Regions from separate parts of the Rattus norvegicus genome. Here all the other regions are linked to region 1. Evidence: chromatin contacts called from public Hi-C data. All regions are on one chromosome and are shown on one strand. Each heading gives the region's core, a stretch centred on a gene start, on an enhancer-like site or on the middle of the called end of the contact. The rest is flanking DNA. Distances are from core to core; before and after follow the strand shown. Region 1 overlaps Ube2e2 (ubiquitin-conjugating enzyme E2E 2). Region 2 overlaps LOC120096911 (a long non-coding RNA gene). Region 3 overlaps LOC102552344 (a long non-coding RNA gene).

Region 1 (3,247 bases), core at 466-2,965:
CTATTGGGGACCCATGGAGGCTAGAGAGGGCAACACATCTCTTGGAGCTGGTTGTGAGCTCCCTGACACAAGAAGTGAACTTGGGTCCTCTGAAAGAACAACAAGTGCTCTTGACAGCTGGGCCATCTCTCCAGCCCTACACCTTAAGGACAAGTAGAGGACAGCAGCATGGAAGCCCTCAAGTGTTGTCACCATCGGTCAGCCGGAATGTGGAAGCTTTCACCTACGTTTCATGATAGTTGCAGTGGGTCTGCAAAGCCAACCTGAAATTATGTCCTGTTTTCACAGAGTTTCAGAACCTCACGTGAGGTGTGAGTGTCATTTTTATTTTTTCCTAAGAGAGCCCCACTGTCAAGGACAGGATGGAGAGGTGCGGTCAATATCACATAAGGAGCTTGTGGAACTGTGTGCTCAGTCACTGTTAGAGGACTTCTCTTCTCAGTCCTTATCGGGATCAAAAGCAGATCACGTCACACCAGCAGGGACAGCCTTGCCCTGGAATACTACCAACTGTCTAGATATCTCTTGGTTCATGGACATCTCCACATGTCACCACGGTGACAATTTCATATCTTGATCTCATGACCAAGAAGTGGAAAGGAACCTATAAAATCTGCAACACATGCTTCTCTCCTCAGTAAAATTAAGGGACACGGCGTGCGCCTCAAGTTTTAAGGAAGTTCGGAGTGACGTACACCAGATTCTACGGTGATGAACATTGGTGTTTACTTACATTCACTGTCTAGAAAGAGATAAGAAGCCAAGTATTTTGGAAGCTGTGTGTCCAGGAGGCTGTGTATACACACTTTATCATACTATTTACTATTTTAACAAGAGACACACAGCATGTGTCTGAGTCATAGAACATTCTCCAGTGGGTTCAGGCCATGGTACCACTGTGACCAGTGGACCAAAGGGCACAAGACTTGTCCATTACTGACAGTGGATCATAGAGTATCTGGCAAGCACCAAAAAAGAAATCACAGCTGGTTTCACAGTCGGGGGAGGCTGACACACAAGGACCCTGGTTTCGGTGTAAGCTTGGGTTACATGGTGACTTTGATGTCAGGCTGGTCTACACAGTCAGACAAAGAGAGAAGTCACATGCATGTTACTGGAAGTCTGTGACAGAAAAAAACTTTCTTTTAAAAAAGTTTCTGGTGTGTTAGAAGGCTGAGCAGATTCTGTGGCTGACTGTGAGTCCCCACTGGGTCAGGGGTTACCTGGTATACAGCCAGTGGGCAGTAAAATGGAAATGGCACACAGGATTAGTCTTGGGAAAAGCACATTTACAAGTAACTCAGATTCCCATATTTCCAGGACCTTCCCTTTCATGACTAGAGACAAAAGCATAAGTCAGAACTGGCTGTGAAGGGGGTGCTGTTGTACTGCAGCCTAATTCAGTGCTGGCGAGAATGCCTGGCAGGTTCAGCTGGAGCCCCGTGTCTGCTCATCTGCATAAGGCATGGCCTCAGCAAATATTTATCCCTGACTGCTAGGAAGAGAGGTGGTTTTGTTGTTTGGACTGGGACCTAAGTAATGTGAGAGAATTATTACACAAACAGGACACCTGGGAAAATCAGATCAGACACAGATCAGGTGCTTTTGTGTGTCTCAATGTTTCCGAGGAGATGTGCATCAAATGTTACCATGTGCATTCCACTGTCCACAGTGAGCTGGGAGGGTGACTCATTCTGTGGCTGTCAGCCAACCTCCCACTCAGGTCATCAGAGAGGTGACACAGTGGGCTCTGCACAGAGCCATCAAGAAGCTTCCTCTCATCCCTGTGGAAAGGCTATTATTGCAATTGCCTACGCTGTCAGCCCCGGAGACCACACCTTAGTCCAGGGAGACAGGGTGGTCTGCCTCTGCTGGGGACTGAAGGCCAGCTTCTGCACTCCAGGCAACCCCAATTTCCTCCTCATTCTCTCACTAGCTACAGAAAGCCAGGAACTAAAATCTAAATTTACAGTTAATAATCTGAACACCAGAGAGCTTCCACTTAAACTACAAAGCAATGCTTTATAATAACATGCTTAAATATGAAACAGTCCTGAGCATAATGTCACAACAAGGGTAAATGTTGTACTCTGAAGGTCCCAAGTAGTCATTTCTTACTTTTGTCTGTGTTTAGTAAGTAAAAAAGTATATATGATATGTAAAACTTTTGTCACCTAATAATGCCTCAAGTGCTGTACAATTAGCAAATGCCTTTTAAAGCCATGTCATAGAGCTGTATATATGGACAATGCTATCACACAGGATCAATGCTACCTGACCAATACAGGGCCTGGTTCAGCCACAGGAACATCGGCCTGAGTTATAGGCTTCTCTGAGCAAGTCTGTAGGACTGGATAGTACCCTGTTTGCCCTACTCAAAGATGGTGGCATGGTCTCCATACACCAAGCTCTCCTCTCCAAGTTCTTCCATGAACACAAGGGCAGATGTACTTCATCGATTCCTATTCCCATATGAGTGGAAACAACACAACAGCTGCCTCCCACCCTGGCAGATGTTGGTTTATACTGTATGCTTCAGACACCCAACTGACATAATACAGGGTCAGTGGCTTGAGTTGTTTGAAACTGGACCTAAAACCCCTGGCACTTCTACATCAGAACTTAGGATTTACCTAACCAGTCTACTATCCCTTCAGAATTCTAAAATGCCAGTGACCAGAGTTTCTAAAAGTCTCTAGTGTTTCAAGTTTCCTTTTCTAGTTTGAGGAGATCATGAACTTGGCTTTCAATAAATAGGTTTCTTGGGATTTAAACAGTCAGCTGCAGGGCTTGGGGTCAGCAAGTGCAAGTGATGTTAGGAACAGCAGGAGGACAGGTGTGTGGGAGCAGGAGGACAGGTGTGTGGGAGCAGGAGGACAGGTGTGTGGGAGGCAGGAGGGCAGGTGTGTGGGAGCAGGAGGACAGGTGTGTGTGGGAGCAGGAGGACAGGTGTGTGTGGGGCAGGAGGACAGGTGTGTGTGGGGCAGGAGGACAGGTGTGTGTGGGAGCAGGAGGACAGGTGTGTGGGAGCAGGAGGACAGGTGTGTGGGGGGGGCAGGAGGGCAGGTGTGTGGGAGCAGGAGGACAGGTGTGTGTGGGAGCAGGAGGACAGGTGTGTGTGGGAGCAGGAGGACAGGTGTGTGGGAGCAGGAGGACAGGTGTGTGGGGGGCAGGAGGGCAGGTGTGTGGGAGCAGGAGGACAGGTGTGTGTGGGAGCAGGAGGGCAGGTGTGTGTGGGGCAGGAGGA
Region 2 (3,470 bases), core at 491-2,990, 130 kb before region 1:
GAGGTGACAGTTTGGGGAGGTAACTACACACACACACACACACACACACACACACACACACACACACCTCAGCATAGTGAGGCCTCTATAAATGCTCCCCTTAAAATTCTATGACTGCAGGCAGACAGCAGTGCCTAGCCCTGCCTGGTGGATTCCTGTCTTCAATAGAACAAGGCAGGACTTCCAGAAGGTGGCAGACGGATGACAGATGATCAGTATTACCACATCCTTGATAGATATTGCACTAGCTGGCCAGAGGGAAAAAAGCAGGCCCCAGAGAGGATGCCTGCAGGAAATCAGGGGCAAAGTGGATCAAGGGTATTGATCCAGGAAGGCATAGAAAGTGAGGGTGAGGTCTCCTCCCCTCCCCTGCCCCACCTCCAGAACATCAGAAGAGCAGTGTGTGTGTGTGTGTGTGTGTGTGTGTGTGTGTTGCTTGTGTGCATGTATGTGTATGTGCTGCTTGTGTGCATGTATGTGTGTGTGTGTGTGTGTGTGTGTGTGTGTGCAATTACAAGATAGTGATATAATTTCTTAGCGCTGCCAGCTAAAGAATTTGAGATAAGAGGAATCAAAGACTTGGGGGTATTGTTTGAAGCCTGGCCTGCCGGACACTACTAAGTTCCAGTGAAGTTTTGGTGTGAGCAACTGGCCCCAGACTTCTCTAACAGAAGCTCCTCAGGCCTAGGAAGAGACTCCAGCTTCCTCAGTCTTTTAATTCAACTGAGACTTCTCCATAAAATATGCAAAGCGCCTTGGAAGGAAAAAAAAAAGGCAAGCCAGATCTGAACAGTAATTGTTGTTGCTAATTCTGTCTCAGGCATCCTGTGTGAAGAACATGAACAACTGGGAGTGTTGTTTCTCCAAGGCCTAGAACTACAACCAAGACCCCCCTCCCCCGCCCCCCAGCAAGAGTAACAGAGGCTCTCTTGTTCGAAGTTCGAATTACAGCAAGTTTCCTTTGCACTGAAGGAGAGACTTAGCTGCCGTGTGTATCTGAGTGTTAGACATTGAGCACACACATATACTTAAAGCTATTTCCAATGTCTTCTGGAAATAGAAACAACTATAAAAAAAAAAAAAAACCAGCTTAAGATCACAAAAGCCCTTTAAAGGCTCTTTCTGGGATATTGGAAGCTTCCAGGGCTGCTGGGTATGGCTAATTATGTAACTTCTTCCACCATAAATCGCTACCAACAAAGTCAGCGGGTGAATCACACCCCTTGTATTGTAATGGCAGGATACACATGACTGTAAAGCCTTTCAACCCCTAAATTTCAAAGAGATGCTTGCGTAGGCCTTGCTTGCCTTTCTCACCTGCAGTTCATAGTGTGATGTCACGTGTTTGCATTGTACTTACAAAATGGAGAAGTCAGTCCTGGCTCCTGACCTCTGAGGAAGCTCACAGGGCTCTTCTAGTTTTTTTACAGAAGCCAAAGCTCTAGCTTAGCTTTAGAGTAGAGTCTTTGGATTTAAAAAAAAAAAAAGTTTATTTTTAGTTTATGTGTATGAGTGTTTTGCCTGGATGTGTGTTAAATGTACCATGTGCATGCAGTGCCCAAGGAGGCCAGAAAAGGGTGTGGGGTCACGTGGGACTGAAGGTGGTTGTGAGCGCCTGGTCTGGGTGTTGGGAAGCAAACTGGGATCCCGAGGAAGAGCAGCAAGTGTTCTTAGCAGCTGGACTTCTCTCCAGCCCCTGGGCGGTTGATTTGCAGTCATCGAAAACGAATCACTGTTTTCATAAAAATGTAGATGACTCATCAGACCGAGCTTGAAGCTGTCTCCAGCTTTCTTGTGGCCTTTCTTGTGCATCTGACTTCTGGGCCCAGAACCCAGGCACAAACTGGGTTCACACCCAGTTCTGGACATCTCTGAGTTAGCAGCCCCTGCACAGTCCACTTGGTGCTTCCTACCAGGTCTCCCTGTGAGCTCTGCTCACTCAGTCTTGCCTCAGGCCTTGCCACTCCAGATTAGTCTCTGCCAGTTGCCATTACGTGACACCAAGGGCCAGGGACTTTAACTTGAGAGCTTTATTCACCATCCTGGAGGCTGCCAGTCCAAGGCACCTCGATGGGCTAGTTTCCTCCAAGCTCACTGACCTTGCTTCCCAGATGGCTGCTCTCAGGCTGCCTAGTCCTGGGGCCATCTCTCTGTCCTCATCCCATTTTCTTATTAGGACCCCAGTCAGATTGGGCTAGGCCCCACCCCAACAACCTCGTTTTAACTTAATTACCTCTTTAAAGCCTCATCTCCGGGACACAGTTACAGCCTGTCGTTCTGCAGACTAGGATGTCAGTGTATAGGTTTTGAGGGAGACGTGGGTCAGCCTCCCCCATCAGCAAACTCACCTAGTCTCTCCCCAGTTCCTCTCAGGGGAGTACAGTCTTTCCTTTGGATTTTCGAGAGACGAATGCTTCCTGAAGTTTTTAGACTACATCACTCCCTTCTTGAACTTGGGCAAGTGAATCGGTCTCTTCAGAGATTACACCACACAGCTTCTGTCTCTGTTGGTTTTGGGCGTGAAGTTCCTACAGTCCCCAAGGCTCATGCGTTAAAGAAACAAGCCCCAGAGGGTGGCACTATTGAGCAGTGACTCAATCACAGGAGTCTCAACCGAGTACAGTGATCAATCCACTGAGGGATTCACAGACCAACTGGCTGTTAGGAAGCAGAGTCTAAATGGAGGAACTGAGTCCTTGAGGGTCTTCCTGGAAGCCCCTTCCTGTCTGCTTCCTAATTTTAATGAGGTGAGGCCAGATGAAGGCATTAGGTGGCCTGGAACTGGAGTTACAATGCATAGTTATGAGCTATCTTGATGTGGGTCCTGGGCAATGTAGTGCCCTCTCTTAGACACTGGGCCACCTCTCCAGACAAGAACCGGAGTTTACTTTTCTATCTAAAACTAGTTCCTGATACTGAACTCTAGGGGAAAAAAACAGTGAATATTTTCCTCACCTCGGTTTCCCCAGAGATTACATTTTAGCATTCTATAGTTTTCTAGAACGTTCCTGTAAACATCTGGCAGGTTGCTATAAGCATTATGAGACAGCTGCCCAGTCACCTATGGCTGAGACACGTAGGGACATGGAATGGACAAAATTATCAAAACCGTCTTCAGACTGTAGTCATATCTACATGCTACACACTTAGGTTATAGAAAAAAAAAACCTGGAAGTTCTGTGGACGGAAATTCGAAGTGCTCTGTTAGATTTATATCGATTTTTAGAAAAATTAATTCACAGCTTGGGAGACTCAGGCACAACCATGTCAGCAGAACAAGTATAGCACAGATCATTAAATACTGTGGTTTCATCAGCCTCAAAGAAGTACTTCCCAAACATTTTTAAAAACAAAACTGATATAGTAACCACTTTAAGGTAGAATTTTTTTTTTTTTAATTTTCAAACGTTTTCAAGTGTCTTTAAACTTCAAATTGCATTTGGATTGGAATTCACAATTTTTGCTGATGT
Region 3 (3,363 bases), core at 488-2,987, 220 kb before region 1:
TCCCAGGTAGGACATGGGACTCGTGCTAGTCATGCTAACCCTGACTCCCATGAGACAGTGAGGAGAGGAGTGTGTCCCATCCCTGGGCACTTTGTCCCTGGAATTCCTCTGAGTGCTGTGGTAATTATGTATTGGCAAGAACAGTCGAGCCAGGTGTTCTTTGGTTACAACGAAAGCACGAGATTCAGTGTGGCCTTTATTTTAAATACCAAAGCAAATATGGTGGTGGCATCCTTGGGTACATGCCTAGGGAAACCTGGTGACCCCATTGTGCACACAGGAAACTCCCAGAGACCTTCCTCCTTCGAATGAAATCATCAGAGACTGTTATGAAAATGTGAAATAAAAAAACCACCCAGGAAGAGTGACAGCACAGTGAGCTGTCATCCTGATGAATGCCGGCTAACCAGGAAGGCCATCCTCTGAGCTCTCCTGAGCGCCGAATTCCGGATCTAGCTGCACCATCTCATTTAACTCCCAACAGACCCACAGGGTGACGTTCACTGCAGGAGGCAAAGCAGAGGTTCAGTCTGACAGAACCCACTCTCCCCTGCCATAAGACTTCTCCTTCCTTCCCCTCCCTCCCCCTCTCCCTCCTCTCTCCTTCCCTCCCCTCCCTCCCCCTCCCTCGTCTCTCCTCCCCTCCTCCCCCATCACCCTTCCCCTTTCCCTCCTGTGATGGTTATTCATGGTTGTTAACTTGACTACATCTGGAGTGAACTATAATTCAGAAATGCAGGGCACACCTGTGAGAGATTTCTGCCAAGCAATGGAGCCTTCATCTTTGAGATTCCAGCACGTGCAGAAGACCAACGGAGACACCCAGCCTTGGGGGACGGAGCAACTACTGAATCCTCAGATTTCCTAGTCACATCTAGCCATTGTTGTATATATAATTTGGGCTGCAGTCTGTAAACAACTCCAATAAATCCTGTGTGTGCGTGTGTGCGTGTGTGCATTCCATACGTTTTGTGACTCTAGAGAACCTTATATACTTCCTTTACCTATCCTTTTCTGTTGCCCACTAACAATTTTTTTTTTTCTTTTTTTCGGAGCTGGGGACTGAACCCAGGGCCTTGCGCTTGCTAGGCAAGTGCTCTACCGCTGAGCTAAATCCCCAACCCCTTTTTGTTGTGTTTTACAGTGTCTAATTATATAGCCCAGACTGACCTTGAACTCAACACGGAGCTGAAGTTGGTCTTGAACTTTTTATCCTCTTGTTTCTACCTCCCAAGCGGCTGGGCTTACAGAGATGAGCCACCAAGGCTGCCCTTAAGTAAATCTTTATGGTCATCCAGCTCACAGATATTTTATCCTTAGAGTGTTCTCTCCAATATTGTCTAATAAGTTAGGAGTGTTTGGGTGGGAAAGTAGAGAGCCACCTGGATGGAGCTAAAATGAGGGGTGTAGGGACAGACCTATGGGTTTGCCTAAGCCTGTGTTCCTCCAGAATTAGACCTTAGCTCTGTGTGTCTCCCTCCTTCCCTAACCTTCCTTTCTTTCCTATCTTTCCCTTTTTTTCTTTATATGTTTTTATTTTCTGGATGTCTTGCCTCTATGTATGTCTGCTCATAGGTGCTTGGTGTCTCCAAGACTTCCTAGAACGGGAATTGTAGACAGTCATGAGCTGACAGTGGGTGCTGGCAGTCAAACCGCAGTCCTCTGGAGGACAGACTGGGGATCTTGAACCACAGAGCTGCCTCTCCTGCCCCGCCTTCTGCTGAGACCTCTCAGCATTACAACAGTCATACACTGTCACACCCTGAGCACATCCGCTCCCACCGCCCCTGCCTCGCTCACCGACGGTCTCTGACAGTTTGACTTCTGCTTTCACACACACACACACACACACACACACACACACACACACACACACACAAACACACGTGTGACTTTTAGATTTATTTCTGGTTTCTGTGTATGTGGTGTGCATGGAGGGTGCTGCTGGTGGAGGCCAGAATAGGGTGTCTGGTGGTCTGGAGTTAGAGCTTGGTGATTGTGAGCCACCCAGTGCGAGGCTTGAGGACTGAACTCAGGTCTGTTTTCTTAGACAGTGGCTAAAGAAGCAAGAGAAGAATGCCGGGAATTCTCCCTCCCACAGCTTCTACAGAATGCCCAAGCCTGGGTAAGGCAGTGCAGCACTGTATGACTGTGGCTGAAAATCGCTGTGCCTTCTCTCCAGACCCTTCGTAGATGATTTTACGTATAAAATATAGGAACCACAAATGGGCAAAGGCAAATATAGTTTTTCTGAGAATGACTTCATCTTCTTAATTTGATTTATCTTCAATTGCACCCATTTTCCTGACAGTGCCAAAATTTTCTTCTTCTTTATGGATGAATATATATATATATATATATATGTTGTTTGTTTTTCTTGTGATTACAGCATCTTATGTAAACCCACTGAAATAGGGTGATTGAACCCCGAGCTACATCTCAACTCATCCTCATATTCTCTAAATGCTGTATATAGAAAATGTCATGCCAGCTTAAGGTCCAAGAGGGAGCTCTGATGCTGTTGGGAAAGCTGAAGAAGTGAGGTAAGCCCTCCTTGTGTTTTCCTTTCAGAAGACAATTATCACACAGGGAATCCCGAGATACGTCAGGGTTACAGGATGCGAGGTCAGCAAAGGGATGGCTTTTTTCTTTTTTTTACACCAGTCAGTGAAGTAACAATTTCATTTAATTTAAGCAAAACAGCATCTCACTTCAGAGTCATAGCCGATAATAAAACGCTGGTGTGGGCATCAAGGCAGATGCCTGGAAAGGCAAAACGTAGGTTTTTCTACGCGGAGACACATCTGCGGTTTATCCCACATGTGAACTCCAAAGCAAGATCGTTGCAGGCCCTCGAGCTGAGGGGGTCATACAGTGCTGCACTGCCTTACCCAGGCTTGGGCATTCTGTAGAAGCTGTGGGAGAGAGAATTCCCGGCACTCTTCTCTTGCTTCTTGAGCCGCTGTCTAAGAAAACAGTTCCCCTTTCTTCATTACTCAGTGACTAGGTTAGAAGATAGGGTCTGTCCTTCAAACAGGACAAGACGGTGAAGACAGTTTAGGAGTCAAAGACAGAATCAAGTAAGCCACATGTCTAACAGACACATTGCCCTATAACCTGGATGGATTGCCTAGCTTTGAACCAACTGTCTTACATCTTAGAGTTTAGATGGGGACTGTGGCTCTGTGGTGTTGGTGCCCATATTCAGGCCCCAGGTATCCCAACTGACTCTGTGCTAAACATACAGAATTGTTGCTGGAAAGAAGGACAGGTGGAAGGGAAGGGGGAGAGGGGCAGGATGGACAGATGGACTTAAGAGCCATTTGCTGGAGGAATTTAACTTACTTGCATTTTATCTTTCAT

What was found. A called contact is a pair of places that touch in the nucleus more often than the background predicts.
Region 2: a contact with region 1 is called in a Hi-C map of Schwann cells, with 3 times the contacts expected there. The contact joins two enhancer-like sites. A contact is called at or near these places in 10 of 12 Hi-C or Micro-C datasets (the A7r5 cell line, the Rat2 cell line, Schwann cells and 6 more).
Region 3: a Hi-C map of mammary epithelial cells shows a contact between it and region 1, with 1.9 times the contacts expected there. The contact joins two enhancer-like sites. A contact is called at or near these places in 8 of 12 Hi-C or Micro-C datasets (the Rat2 cell line, Schwann cells, hepatocytes and 3 more).

Annotation. Positions count from the first base shown.
Region 1 is chr15:9,594,724-9,597,970 of GRCr8, reverse strand. The region is part of intron 3 of Ube2e2 (ubiquitin-conjugating enzyme E2E 2); the gene reads right to left. Among named protein-coding and RNA genes, the nearest start is that of Ube2e2, 180 kb to the right of the region's middle. Within about 2 kb of position 1,715, at least 8 of the 93 cell types and tissues checked have an H3K27ac peak or open chromatin away from gene starts, as enhancers often do. A contact at or near this core is called in Schwann cells, where this site is marked.
Region 2 is chr15:9,725,066-9,728,535 of GRCr8, reverse strand. It overlaps LOC120096911 (a long non-coding RNA gene), which reads right to left. Exons shown (of 2, transcript XR_005493832.2): 1 at 2,349-3,470. Among named protein-coding and RNA genes, the nearest start is that of Trnas-aga36, 90 kb to the left of the region's middle. Within about 2 kb of position 1,740, at least 14 of the 93 cell types and tissues checked have an H3K27ac peak or open chromatin away from gene starts, as enhancers often do. A contact at or near this core is called in Schwann cells, where this site is marked.
Region 3 is chr15:9,810,260-9,813,622 of GRCr8, reverse strand. LOC102552344 (a long non-coding RNA gene) reads right to left here. Exons shown (of 2, transcript XR_359812.5): 2 at 160-503. Among named protein-coding and RNA genes, the nearest start is that of Trnas-aga36, 4.6 kb to the left of the region's middle. Within about 2 kb of position 1,737, at least 4 of the 93 cell types and tissues checked have an H3K27ac peak or open chromatin away from gene starts, as enhancers often do.